2 separate regions of the Sus scrofa genome follow, and region 2 is linked to region 1. A link is a contact called in public promoter capture Hi-C data. All regions are on one chromosome and are shown on one strand. The core of a region is the stretch at or near the end of the contact, and the rest is flanking DNA. Distances in the headings are between cores, read along the strand shown.

Evidence for each region. Promoter capture Hi-C pulls out the DNA fragments that hold promoters and counts their contacts.
Region 2: a contact with region 1 is called in a promoter capture Hi-C map of liver, with 2.4 times the contacts expected there. The contact joins the promoter of MED20 here to the promoter of TFEB in region 1. A contact is called at or near these places in 1 of 5 promoter capture datasets (liver) and 1 of 2 datasets of contacts at active chromatin or transcription factors (alveolar macrophages).

Annotation. Positions count from the first base shown.
Region 1 is chr7:36,917,807-36,924,874 of Sscrofa11.1, forward strand. It overlaps TFEB (transcription factor EB), which reads right to left and starts at 3,081. Exons shown (of 9, transcript XM_021098675.1): 1 at 2,772-3,081. PGC (gastricsin) reads right to left here. Exons shown (of 9, transcript XM_005665970.3): 7 at 6,744-6,891; 8 at 5,921-6,019; 9 at 4,463-4,761. The coding sequence ends at 4,609.
Region 2 is chr7:37,071,515-37,078,582 of Sscrofa11.1, forward strand. MED20 (mediator complex subunit 20) reads right to left here and starts at 2,636. Exons shown (of 4, transcript NM_001206352.1): 1 at 2,493-2,636. The coding sequence starts at 2,506. It overlaps BYSL (bystin like), which reads left to right and starts at 3,003. Exons shown (of 7, transcript NM_001130731.1): 1 at 3,003-3,295. The coding sequence starts at 3,028.

The sequences.
Region 1 (7,068 bases), core at 1,831-4,330:
AGAGCAGCATGGTGGACTCACCATGTACCAGGCACCTGGCTCCTCAAAGTCACCTGCCAAGTGTGTGCAATTTTATCTCTCTCTTTTCAGATGAGGATACACGCGTTACACGCAAAAATGAGCACTGTATCCTGGGATATGGACACTTCTGGAAGCTCTGGGAACCCTGAACTTCCTCCCTCTGCAGAGGAAGCCAACCCCATTTCCATGGTCATCTCCAGGGCAGCCCCATGCTGGGCCCCCAGTGCTGACTGCCTTCCATCCCTAGGACAAAGGCCCAACCTGGCTTTCATGCCAGCTGCGGTTGGGGAAACCCCTGCTGCAGGCAGAAACCAAGTTGACTTTGAAAAGGAAGAGACAGAAGCCAGGGGATGGCTGGGCCACTCCCTGTGGGGGCAGGTGCTAAGTAACTCCATAAACTCTGTCTAATGATGCAATTACAGCCATAAACAGAACCCCAGGAGGGATGGGGCCAGAAGCCAGACCCTCAAAGGGCAGCCAGGCCTGAGGGGTGGGAGGCCCCTCCCACCTGCTTTCCAGCTGAGAGGCGGAAAGGGAGGCTTCACTGGCCACTGGGGGTGAGACGGGGAACCTCCATCACCCCAGAACCCTAGCTGGGCTCCTGCCAGCCCTGGCCGGCCCTCCTCGCCACCTCTGACTGTGAGTGACCAGGCCATCAGCCCGCAGATGGAGAGATCACCTGAGGAGGTGTCCCCAACCCCAGCACCCTCTCCACGGGGCCTGGAACCAGGAGACCCGGGTTCCCATCTGGCTGCCTTTCAGAGAGCAGAGCTGAGGGCAAAACAGCACTGCAGCTGGAACCGGCCTTGTAAACTGTAAGCAACGTTGGCTGCCCTCCCAGACAAGCAGAGCGCAGAGTCACCCCAAACAGTCATTCATTTACACTCTCTGCTTCCCAGTTCTCCCTTCCCAGGACGCAGGCAGAAAGAAGGGGACCGAGAGAGTTGCTACTGTTCCCAAGCCCGGGGAACTGAGGCATGGTCCCAGCACACCTCAGACCACCCGGTAGGTAGGGCTGAAGGCAGCCAGCCCTTCCCTGCTATGACCTCCTCTGGCCAGCCTGTAACTAGTGCTGGTTGGCTGGCTCCCAGACTGTGACCTCCCCGAGGGCAGGGCCTGGGGGCTGTCTCAGGCTGGGCACAGTGAAGGGCTCAGGGGGAACAAGCCAAGGACCCAAGAACTGCATTCTGATCTGCGGGGACCTGCAGGTGGCAGCCCTGGAGGACACCAGAGACCAACCCCCTACCTCCCCCTCCACCCCTAGTTACCCAAGGATGCCAGGTCTTGGGCCAGTGCAATTTCAGCCAGGAAGGTCCTGAGCCCACATCTCAGAGGTATCACCGGGGAGGCCTGCCCCAGCCTTGACCTCTTCCTCACTCGACTAAGCACCCCTCATTCAGGGTGGGAGGCGGTGGGAGCTGGGCGGCAATTTACGGACACTTCCTCAGGGAACGCTAAGCCAAAGCGCTAAAGTTTAGCCCAGAAACTGTTCGCTCAGAACCATCCCCCAGAACGGACGGGGGGGAGGGGGGAGGACGGCAGGCGCGGATCGGGCATCGGAGAAATACTCGGCGGTGAGGTGCTGGCTGAAATGAGGAGAGAGTGGGGGAGCCCTGGGCTGTGCGGGCGCTCGCGCAGACGAGCCCCGCCCCGAGCGCCCTCCCTCTCTCTCCCTGGGCGCGGGGCTGGGGCGCACCAGGCGGCTGCGGCGCGAACCTGCTCGCGCAACCCTGAGCAGCTCGGGGCAGCCGTGCGTGAAGCCAGAACCCCGGGCGGGAGGGGGCCGAGGGGCGGGGGCGCCTAGCTGGCATCAGCCCGCTCCCTTCGAGGAGGCGATTAGCTGATCGGGGTACCGGGAGGGGGGAGAAGGAGCGCTGACTTGGGGGCGGGACAGCCTCGGGTTGGGCGGTGCGGACTCAGGGACTCGGGGGAAGGGGGCGTGTTTTCCGGGATTCGGGACTGAGACGGAGGGGGGGTACTCGGAAGGCGGGCAGATGGCTGGGAGTTCCAGGGAAGGCAGAATCCGGGGCGCGCGGTGGGTGAGCTCTGGGGTTGGGGTCCCCTAAGGTCATGGAATAACGCAAGAGGGAGAAAAAGACGGCGCTCGGGGATGCCACAGGACGCGGGTAGGGGCGGCTTCTTCTAGAGACGAGGGGGAGGAAGGGACGGGAAGGGAGGGAGAGATGGTACTTCCACCACCCCCCCCCCCCAGCAGCCCAGCCCCCGGGGCGTGGCGCCGCTCCGGCCCTCCCACTCCCCGGACCATCCAGGCAGGGCCTGGCCTGGCCGGACTCGTCCCCCGCACACCTCCCCTACCTCCGGCTCCCTCCCCCGTGCCACCCGCCCCAGCCGCGTCCGGTGGAGAAGAAGTGGGCGCAGGGCCCACACGCCCTCAAACTTCTTGCAAGTTCACTCCCACGCCTCCCGCCCCTTAGACTCCCAGCTCCCGGGCCGGGAAGGCCCATGCCCGCCCCGGCCCCTCCCGCCTGGTTACATAAGGTCTCAGAGAAGCCGCCCCCCGGCCCAGGCCTGAAGGGAGGGGCTGGAGGGGCTCCCGAGCACCGCGGGCAGCGCCGCCCCGGCCATGCGCCGGGCGTCCCGGGCTAGACAGACAGCGGGGCGGGTGGCAGAGCGGCGCACACGGTCTCGCTCCCCTTTCTAGCCGACACCCCCACCCACCCACCTGTCTCCCGGACCCACGGGATCGGAGCAGGGGAGCCTGGGTCGGGGGTTCCGGGCCCTCCGCTCACCTCTTGCCCCCTGGTACCGCTCACCTATCTCTGAAGGTCAATCCGTCCGCCTCCCGCGCCCCGCGGCTCTGGCAACTTGTCCCAAGTTCAGGTGTCCGGCCCGTGAGCTGCGCCGGCCGCCCCCTCCCGGGCTCCTCCGGCTCCGCGCCACTAGGGAGGCCCGCCCAGTCTGCCCTTCCCTCTGCAGTCGGCGCCGCCGCCTCTCCCTACGTCCAGCCTGCGGCCGCCGCCTCCGCTGTCACCGAGCCCCGCGCCCGGCGCCGGGGCTCCTGCTGTCACTCGGCATCCACTTCCCGCCGCGCCCGGCAGAGGGCAGCATCGGATACTGCGGCCCCGCCCCGCCCCGCCCCGCCCCTCGCCGGCCTGCCGCGATGTCCGCTGGGAAATGTAGTCCTCCCTGCGGCTCCGATAGGCACGCCGGGATTTGTAGTACCGCTCTAGTCCAGCCTCCTATAGGGACTTGGCATTTAATTTGGAAACTTTGTTCCAATTCGTTTCTATCCCTTGTGCAAGTTTTCTTTCTCTTTTCAGTAAGTGATGTCCGAACCACAGCTTACTACAGTACACCCTGTGGCCCATCTGACCCCCAAGGAGAGGCCTACAGCAGGAGTCTAGGAAAATTAGTTGTAGAGTTCCAGATGGTGTGCTGTTGCCATAGAAACCCTCTCTGTCAAACCTCAGTTTCCCTCCTAGTTTGGAGTGGGGTACCAGGCCTGGATCTTGAGCATAAGGGACAAGTTTGGTCAGTGTGGTGAAGGAAATATGACTGTAAAATTGAGCCCACCTCCCCTCCCATGAGTTCTCCATTTATACCCTCTTCCCACATAGACCTCATTAGCCCAATCTTGTAGGTACCCCACCACCACCACCACCACCACCGCCATGTGGCCGAACAGAAATTTCCTGCCTGCTGGAAGTTACAGGATACTGAGCTATCTATCATTCTCTGCTTTCTCCTCCTCTCCATACCATCTTGTCCCCCCACCCCACCCCATGTCCTAAGGATTACAAGGATGATGTCCAGAAGGACAAGACCTCTTGCTCATGTGGTTAGAACAAAAAGGCTTGATTTTCATTTTCATGTAATTCAAGTAGCAAAGTCCATGGTTAAGAGCCAGGCCCTGGGACATAGGAGTCTGAGTGAAGATATGATCAGCTTGACTCAACCCAGATCTTTGGAAACCCTCCTGGAAACAGGTTCTGGTGCCATCAGCCACCTCCCTAAAGGACCCATGACAGTTACAAGTGCACATCAGCATCCAGCCTTCCTCTGAAAACTCCTAGTGCAAACCTGACCATAGATAAGAAGGAGGCGGCCTAGATTTAGGAGACGTTGGCCCTCTAGTCACACTGCTAGTACACATGCCTGGGGTCACTCGGGTGGTCGTTTGGTAAAGTGCAGAGCATTGGATTGTCCATTACAAAGGAACACCCTGCTTCAAGGCCACTGTCTTCCCTCTCCGGAGAGACACTGTGGACTTCCAAGCTTTGAGGGATACGGGGCCCATCCCCAGGCCCTACCTTCTGCCCTATTTCCCTGAGAACATCAGTGCCCCACTGCAAACCTCCTAGAAACTTGGGGAGACCATGATCCAGCAGGAGCCAACTGGCCCTTGGCTCTCATTCCCCCCATTCCCTGAGACCAAGAGCTGCCATGCAGCCACACCTGCCCTCTAGAAACAACAGGCTGGTCAGCATGGAGAAGAATGATTTATTGTTAGAGCAAGTCCAGAGTCCAGAGAAGGAAGGCTGAATGCAGTAAGGAAGTGCAGAGAGAACCCCCTGTAGGGTGGGGTGCCGAGAAGGAAAAGGGGACCCAGGTGTCCAGGGGCTGAGTCTAGGCAGCGGTGGCGAAGCCCACCCTGTTGTTGCCCAGGTCGAAGACGGAATAGTAGGACCTGAGGAAGACGTCCCCGAGGATCCACAGGGGCTGGCCATTCTGGGAGGACACGTAGGTGGGCTCGACCCCCACCATGCAGAAGCCGTCCTCCTGCACAACACAGAAGAGCGACGCTCAGACACCTGCTCACCCGTAGATGGCACCGCTCAGCCCAGAGCCCCAGAGCAGCGGCCCAGATGCAGAAACAGGCCAGCTAGAGCTTCTGGAAGGCTCACAGGCCAGCTGAGCTGCCACAGCCAGGCCTGGTGGAAGATTCTGGCACAGGTGAGAGCAGGCTGCCATGGCCCTCCCTCTGGGGGGACCTCCTTGACCCCCTCCTGCTCCTGATTTGGAGCAGGTCAGCTTCATGGAAAGCCTTGGAACCAGACCAACTCGGGTTCAAACCTGACTTTGCCCTGATCAGCTGTGCAGCCTGGGGTCCGTTACTTAACCTCTCTGACCCTCCAGGTTTTTACTTGTAAAATAGAAATTAGTGCCTTCCTCACTGAATGCTGTGATGTGTGAGCAGGATGACGTTAAGTGCTTCACTCAGTGGCTGACCCTAGTCAGTGAGGCAGCTGGGCCTCAGGCCCCCGCCGCACAAATTAATAATAATTATTAATAATAGATGACATGCTGCTGTTTCACAGCCTCATTCCAGAGAAGGGGGTTTAGACTCAATGAGTGGAGAAACGAAATCAGTGCCGCAAGGCGTCAAGAAATGGTGCAGGTAGAAACTCCTGCTGTGATGCAGTGGGCTTAAGAATCCAACCACAGTGGATCAGGTCGCTGACTGCAGGGATGTGGGTTTGATCCCTGAACTGGGAACTTCCGCACGGCTATTAAAAAAAAGAAGAAGAGGAGGAGGAGTTCCTGCTGTGGTGCAGTGGAAACGAATCTGACTAGTATCCATGAAGACGCAGGTTCGATCCCTGGCCTCACTCAGTGGGTTAAGGATCCAGCATTGCTGTGAGCTGTGGTGTAGGTCAAAGACGCGGTTTGGATCCCGTATTGCTGTGGCTGTGGCATAGGGCAGTGGCTGCAGCTCCAGCTCCAATGTGACCCCTAGCCTGGGAACCTCCATATGCCACAAGTGCAGACCTAAAAAGCAAAAAAAAAAAAAAAAAAAAAAAGAAGAAGAAGAAGAAGAAGAAGAAGGAAGGAGAGAAATGACACAGATAAGGAACCCAATCATTTCTGACTCCTCATCCCCCTCCTCCCACCCCGATGGTGTCCCCACTGGCTCAGCTTGCACAGGACCAGGACTTACCTCGAGGATGTAGGCGGAGGGTGGCAGAGGGAACTCCACACCATTGATGATGAAGGTGAAGGTGGGCAGGCTCTGGATGTCTTTACAGTCCACGAGAAACTGCAGAGAGGAGCAGGGCCCAGCTGCCTCATCTCCCCCCTGAGAGTCCCCACCAGCCCCACCACCTCAGCCCCTGTGGTCCCAGACCTGAGCCGCAGGCCCGCGTGTGGATTAGAAGTTACATCACCAATAATGCTGTTTTTATACATGAGGGCGCGCATATACAGTGGGTGGGATGTGGGGAGAACTGAGCATCTTTCTCCCAAAACATGCCTCTGGCCTGAATTTCCCCCACAAAGCCCATCCATCCACCAGTGTGCGTGGGAATGCATTATTATTTTTTTTAATTCAATGAAGTTTATCAAATTTATAGTTGTGCAACCAAGGAATGCATTCATTAGGCAAACCTTGGGTGCGCTCAGGAGGGGTTGGGGATCTGTGGAGGTGACAGAGGTATGGATTGAAGGGTTGTCCCTAGTCACTCACAGACCTGGCCTCACATTCTAGTTACTCCGCTCTTACAGCGAAGCCCGGTGGGGGTTTAACCTCTTTCCTCTCAGGGGCTGAAGCTCAGGGAAATCCAGCCTAGTAGTGACCTCCTCACACCCCTTAAGCACAAGCATCTGGCCCCATGAATCAGCCTTCAGGCCCCCAGGAGCCCCCGGCCCCAGGCATCCCAGCCTTGGGGCGGCTAGAAGCATGGAGGCCAAGAATCAGGCTATTCTGGTGCTCCCGGCAGCAAGCACAATTGCCCCCTGGCTGTCCACGCCTCCGCCACACGCACCTCTCCGTACTCGTTTTCCTCGGCCCCCGTGGCCTGCACGAGGTCACTCAGGTAGTCCTGGGGCACGGTGAGCAGAGACGTGCCGGTGTCCACAATGGCCTGGCAGCCCTCAGAGCACCAGCCAGAGGCCTCATCACCAATGAGGAACCTGGACAGTGAGGAGATGGGGGGCGTCAGCACCTCCCAGCTCAGGGTAGCTGGGGGTCGGGGGACAGCCAGAGGATCAACGGGCACCTCAGGAAGATACGGACTCTGCAGAGGCCAATCCAGCCACCCCCTGGCTTCATAGCAGAGTCTGTCAAAGGCCACCTGAATGGCCATGGAA
Region 2 (7,068 bases), core at 1,386-3,885, 150 kb after region 1:
TCCAAGATTTCCTTCTATGGAGAGTGCAACTGGCTTCTACTTTAAGTGGTAGGTAATAATTACCAAGCACCAACTATGAGCCAGGCAGTGCCCAAAGCCTTTAGATGAATTAACTTGCATCAGCCCTATAAGACACAGCATAATCATTTCTTCATTACAAATGAGAAAACTACTGAACAGAGAGGTTGAGTAACTGGCACAAGGTCATACTGCTTAATGCAGTGTAGTCAAGTGAGGTGGCTCCGTGTCCATGCTCTTAAATGCTCCACCGAAAGCTTTCCAAGTTCCCACTGTGGTTAAGGATCAGCATTGTCTCTGTGACGGCATGGGTTTGATACTGCCCTGGGGCAGTGGGTTAAGGAACTGACATTCCCACATTTGTGGCACAGCTTACAGCTGTGACTCAGATTCAGTCCCTGGCCTGGGAACTTCCATATGCCTCGAGTGCAGCTGAAAGAGGAAAAAAAAAAAAAAGAATGCTTTCCTAAGGATACAGTTGTCTGTTAAAATACTTATAAGGAAAAAAACAGAATCAAAAGAAAGCATTAGGAGTTCCTGTCGTGGCGCAGTGGTTAACGAATCCGACTAGGAACCATGAGGTTGTGGGTTCGATCCCTGCCCTTGCTCAGTGGGTTAAGGATCCTGTGTTGCCGTGAGCTGTGGCGTAGGCCAGCGGCTACAGATCTGATTAGACCCCTAGCCTGGGAACCTCCATATGCTGCGGGAGCGGCCCAAGAAATGGCAAAAAGAAAAAAAAAATTAAAAAAAAATAAATAGTTCAAGTGCTATGAAGTTATATAAAAATCATAAAGACAATCATTATGTGGCTGAATTTTGGGAGGTACTGCATTACTTTATGACCAATTATGATCAACTAAAGGAAAATATAAAAACAGACCCCTGCTGTTGCTACAAATTGTCAGTAATCTCCATCAGGAAGAGCACTAACAAGCCACAATGATGATGGCCTTTATTTTGAAAAATAAGAGAATCCCTTAGATGATACAACTGGGGTCCAAAGTACTAGGAATCTGAAAAGTCGAGAAGGGTCCCAACAGAGGGCCTTTTCCCTCTGTCTGCCTTCTGCACTGAAGGAACAGGGGCTTCGGAGTTCTGCTCGTGGCTCAGCGGGTTAAGAATGTGACCAGTATCCATGAGGATATGGGTTCGATCACCTAGCCTCGCTCAGTGGGTTAAGGATCTGGCGGTGCCATGAGCTGTAGTGTAGGTTGCAGATGCAGCTCGGATCTGGCATTGCTGTGGCACAGGCTGGCAGCCACAGCTCTGATTCAACCTCTAGCCTGGGAACTTCCATGTGACACAGGAACGGCCCTAAAAAGAAAAAAAGAAGAAGAAAAAAAAAAAGCTGTAGGAACAGCCCTAAAAAGAAAAAAAGAAAAAAGAAAACAAAAACAAAAACAAAAACAACAACAGGGGCCTCACAGCAGAAACTGACACAATGTTGTAAATCAACTATATTTTAATTTAAAAAAGAAAAGAAAAAAACAACAGGGGCTTCCAGGATTCCATGCCTCTGCGGAGGAAACTTTTCATCTCCATTCTTCACATCCTCCTTACACTAAAAGACTTCCAAAGAGGCTCATGATGTCAACTGCAGGAAGCAAATGTGCAGTCACTGACAAGTGTGCAAGACTTGGGTGACTGGGAGGAAGAATTCCCACAGGCTCTTTTCTTATATGAAGACTCTATAGCCACTGACTCCTGATACCCTGGCCTCTAGCCCTCTCTGATTGGAAAGATGCTCCAGATACCTTTTTTTTTTTTTTTCTTTTAAGCCCTGAAATCTAGCATTTTGGAACTAATGCCTCCAAGAGCATGAGGCCCATATTTCCCTGCACTCTGACTCATAACACGTTACAGATATTAAGTCCACAGAAACTAAACCAAGCATGTAATTAAACATAGTAGGAAACAGGTTCTGAGGAGGTGATGTGCCTAACATCCCAATCTCCTAACTCCCAATAGCTTCTTTTTTTCCCCCTCTAGACCCGAGATCTTAAAATGGCCAAATTAGAACTAGACACAGGCTGGTCTAACTGCATTTAGTGGCCATAGGGAAGGGCAAAAACCTAAAAAAGATACTGCCTTCAATGTTGTCTATCTCCCTCCCCACAACCCATCCAACCTTGACTGCAGATGGGTCCTAAACCCGACATACTATTTCCGACCCCAGGCAGTACTGTGGGATGACGAGCAGGAAGAATATACCAAGAAAAACGGAAGGAGGTACGCGACCACTGGTGGATTCTTAAGATAAAAATTTTTAACCTGCCACCTTTGAGAAAGAAGGGGCGCATCTCCGAGGAAAAAGGCCCGCAGATTTCGCAGCCCTCACAGTGGTCCCCTCACCCACACAACTCGAGGGCATCTCTCTCAGACCCTGATCCCGATCCTCCTCTCGGGGACACTGGAGGCTCCACCGGCCCTTCACCACCCCAAGCTTCGCCCCACGAAATCCCTTGAAGTCCTACCAAGTCACTCCCATGATGTTAGGCCAGGAAGATGACAGTACTGAACAGCTGATACGCAGTGCTCTGCTGCAGCCCACGCGAGGTGAAACCACCGACCTAACGAAAGCTTCGGTAGTAGGAGGTGCTCCGGAAATAACGTAAAAAGTGCGAGTCCCTTCGGCGGCCACGAGGAACGGGGCGTACAGGCGCCTCCAGTGACGTCACTGCAGGGCTCCGCCCCCTAGGCTTGCAGCTCGGGGACTTCCTATTCGACAAATCACCCCGGGCCTAGATTCATGAAGCTAAGAAAGCGTGGCTTGGACTGCCACTGCTTAGAGAAGGCGATGTTAATTGCAATGAGTTTATTCGGGAGTCCAGCTCCAGGACTCAGGAGCTCTATCAGGGGGTGGGGCGGGGATGGTGGCAGGTCCGGCCTCCGAACACCAGGGGGCGCTGTAATCACCGTCTGGCCTCTGGGGAGTTCCCTGCGCCGGCGCACTCAGAGCTTTTCCTCTGTCCCCACATGTGAAACTTCCCGGCGAGGTTTTCTAGCGAAATGCCCAAACTCAAGGCCGCCCGCGGGGCCGAGGGTCAGGAAAAGCATGCGCCCCTGGCCGACCAAATCCTGGCTGGGAATGCGGTGCGGGCGGGGACCCGGGAAAAGCGGCGGGGTCGCGGAACCGGAGAAGAGGAGGAGGAGTACGTGGGGCCTCGGCTGACCCGACGGATTTTGCAACAAGCGCGGCAGCAGCAAGAGGAGCTCGAGGCTGAGCATGGGACCGGGGACAGGCCGGCGGCACCTCAAGATCGCACCACGCGGCTGGGTGAGTAGCGAGAGTGGGTGCGAGAAAGAGGATGGGTAGTTGGTAGTGGTAGGCTGAAAAGTGTCCGGCAGGATAATAGTTTGGAATTAAAAAAAAAAAAAAAAACCCAGGGGGGCGTATTACACTCTAGCAAAGGTAATGGAATGGGAGACCCAGCCCTGGCCGGATTTAGGGTGGCTGGAGACCTTCACCTAAAAGTTGAGAGTTAAGTTTTATTTGGAGCAAAATTAGGACCTAGGCCCGGGAGACAGAATCTCAGGTAGCACGGAGGAAACCGGTGCGAGGAGGGGAGCTAGGATATGAGGCAGGTAGTGTTGCCAAAACTCTGTCTCTGTCCTCCGATGCCCAGTTGAAGCACAGAGACAGGGTTTTGGGTGAAGAAGAAAAAGATATCTCTATTGCTCTGCCAAAGGAGGGCCAGAGCAGGTTAGTGCCCTAAAGACTATGGTCCCCTTGAGAGAGATTAGGAGATGGTTTTACAGTGTAAGAGTGGAAAATAGAGCCGCAGTTAAGGACCAGGGTCGAGGCAAACTTGCACGGTTTCTCACGCTCCTGTTTAGTGGCCCCAGGACTGGTTCTGGTGGTCCTCCTTTTTTCCACTGAAGAATGCTTCATACTTCATCAAGTAATAGTTCTGCAGAAGGGCTCAAAGATACTATGTATATTCCTTGAGGAGGAATCTGGACCTGCCCCAAGGTTGCACTATTGTCTCTGTTTTTTGTTTTTTTTTTTTTTTGCTTTTTAGGACCGCACCTGTGGCATATGGAGGTTCCTGAGCTAGGGGTCCAGTCAGAGCTGCAGCTGCTGACCTACACCACAGCCACAGCAATGCCAGATCCAAGCCATGTCTGTGACATGCATCACAGCTCATGGCAACACCAGATCCTCCAAGGCCAGGGATCAAACCCGCATCCTGGATGCTGGTTGGGTTCATTACCACGGAGTCACAAAAGGAATTCCTGTACTATTGTCTTTTAACTGTTCCTCCCCAGTCTCTGCATCCTCACCCTCCCCTGATTAGCAACTGTGTGAACCTGCCCTTTGGAACTCTGAGAAGGTCATGGAGGCTGAAGTTTATTTCCCAAAACAAGAAATGGATGACACAGAAAGGCTTGTGCCCAGGAGCCCCATGGGGCTCTGCTCAGTTACAAGACCTGAAACGGGGGAGTTTCTGCTCTGAGCAGAAAGAAGGATACCGTTTAAGGGCTAAAGAGGGAAAGAGATTAATTAAAAGAGGGTCAGTTTTTCCTTACTAGGCTGGGAGTATTGACCTCCAAGTTGCTTGTTTAGTCCAGGTCTCAGATCTCATCTTTCATTTGCCCTGTGAGCCATGTTCACAGTGAAACACTAGCCTCCTGGCTGCAGGATCAAGATTAAAGACATCACATCCCAGTTTTACTACTTCCTGACATCTCAGTATCCTTTGCTGGCTCCTCTTTTGTCCTCCACTTTTTTTTTTTTTTTTTTTTTTCCCTTAGTTCCCAGGCCTGGGATTGAACCCAAGCCACCACAGTGACAGGTCCTTGGACCTCTTAACTTGTGTTCACTTTTTTGGTGCTGTCATCAGTTTCAAGGTTTAAATACTATTTGGTATTTGGTCACTGCTTCCAAGATCATATTCTAGCCCTGACCTTTTCCCTGCAACCCAAGTTCTTATATTTCAGCTACCTGTTCAGCCTCTCCAATTTGAAGTCTAATAGACATCTCACATTCAACATATCTAGAACAGAAATCCTGCTGTCTTGACACATCTGCTCCACCCAGCATCTACCTCATCTCCATTAATGCCCCGATATCCTTCCATTTGCTCGAGACAGAAACCTCCCAGACTCCTCTCTTCCTCACTCCACATCTGACCTGTTAGGAAATCCTGTTGACTCTACCTTAAAAATAGATCCAGAATCGACTGTTTCTCACCACCTTGGGACACCATCCCGGTCACAGCACCTCGCCCCCTCTGCCGGATGATTGCAGTAGCTTCCTAACTAGTATCCCATACCCCTACAATCCATTCTCAGCTCAACACTAGAGGGTTACAAGGATCTACAAAGACCTGTGTGAGATGCCCCTGTGGCCAGTCTGACCCCTTCTACTTTCCCTTTGCCCTCTTCACTCCATCCTTATGGCCTCATTGTTCTTGAAACATTTCAAGTTAGGGCTTTTGGCCTGGTAACTTCTGTCCTCCGTGCACCTGTAGGTTTCCTCCCTTAATCCCTCACTTTCTCAGACCCACCTGCCCTGACCACTCTATGAAAAATTACAACACCCTTTGGAGTTCCCGTTGTGGCACAGCGGAAACAAATCCGACTAGGAACCATGAGGTTGCGGGTTCAATCCCTGGCCTTGCTCAGCTGGTTAAAGATCCAGTGTTGCCATGAGCTGTGGTGTAGGTCACAGATACAGCTTGGATCCTGCGTTGCTGTGACTGTGTTGTAGATTGGCAGCTGTAGCTCCGATTTGACCCCTAGCCTGGGAACCTCCATGTGCTGCAGGTGTGGCCCTAAAAAGCAAAAAAAAAAGAAATTACAATGCCTTTTAATAGATGCAAACTATTGCCTTTGGAATGGAAAAGCAATGAGATCCTGCTGTATGGTCCTGGGAACTGTATCTAGTCACTTGTGATGGAAAATGATGGAGGATAATGTAAGGAAAAGAATATATGAAATGTATATATGTGTGGCTGGGTCACTTTGGTGTACAGCAGAAAATTGACAGAACACTGTAAACCAACTATAATGGAAAAAATAAAAATCATTAAAAAAAAACAACTGTTCATGGCCAAAAAAAAATTATAATACCCCCCACCCCTGTCTTCACACTCCCAACTTCTCTACTAATTTATTATCTGTCTCCCCCCACCCCTTAGAATGTAAGCTCTATAAGGGCAAAGTGCTTTTATTTCTCTTGTCTTTTAATACATTTCCAGCACCAGGAACGCTGTCTCCCAGAGAGTAGGCACTTGGTGTCTGCTGAGAGAGTGATGGTGAGGTGGGGAGGAAGCAAAGGAAGTGAAGACTTGGAGGCTGGGCCCAGGATTCAGAGATGTTCTAAAGACAACGGGGAAGCTCCCGTCGTGGCTCAGGGGTCAACGAATCCAACTAGGAACCATGAGGTTGTGGGTTCGATCTCTGGCCTCGCTCAGTGGGTTAAGGATCCGGCGTTGCCGTGAGCTGCGGTATAGGTCGCAGACGTGGCTGGGATCCCCAATTGCTGTGGCTGTGGTGTAAGCTGGCAGCAACAGCTCCGATTAGACCCCTAGCCTGGGAACTTCCATATGCTGCAGTGCGGCTCTAGAAAAGACAAAAAGACAAAAAAAAAAAAAAGACAATGGGAACCTCTCTGAGCACATAGAGACCAGTTGAGGGTTGTCAAATTCATGCAGGCAAGGGATGACACTGCCCAAGGCTTTGACAGGGCTGTGAAGGCTTTGAGAGAGAGAGAGTCTTGGAGGCACAGTCAAATGGGACTTAGACCTTGACAGGGTGTTGGGAGTGAGGGCAGGGGACCTGGCAGGCCTGCTGCCCAGGTTCTGACTTAGCACTGGCTGGATGGTGGTGCATTTACTGACATGTGGAACACGCCAAGTTGTGTAGACCTAGGAAGGAAAGGGAGGGAGTTTGGTCCATGACAGGAAAGGCTGGAGCACCTTGGGTCACCCGGGAGTGGCTGTACAGGAGGTGCTGGAACGAAGGGAGGTCCACCTACAGGTACAGGTTTGGGGGGCTGTTAGCATGTGGAGACAAATCATCTGGCCTCTGTACCCTCCTCCCTGT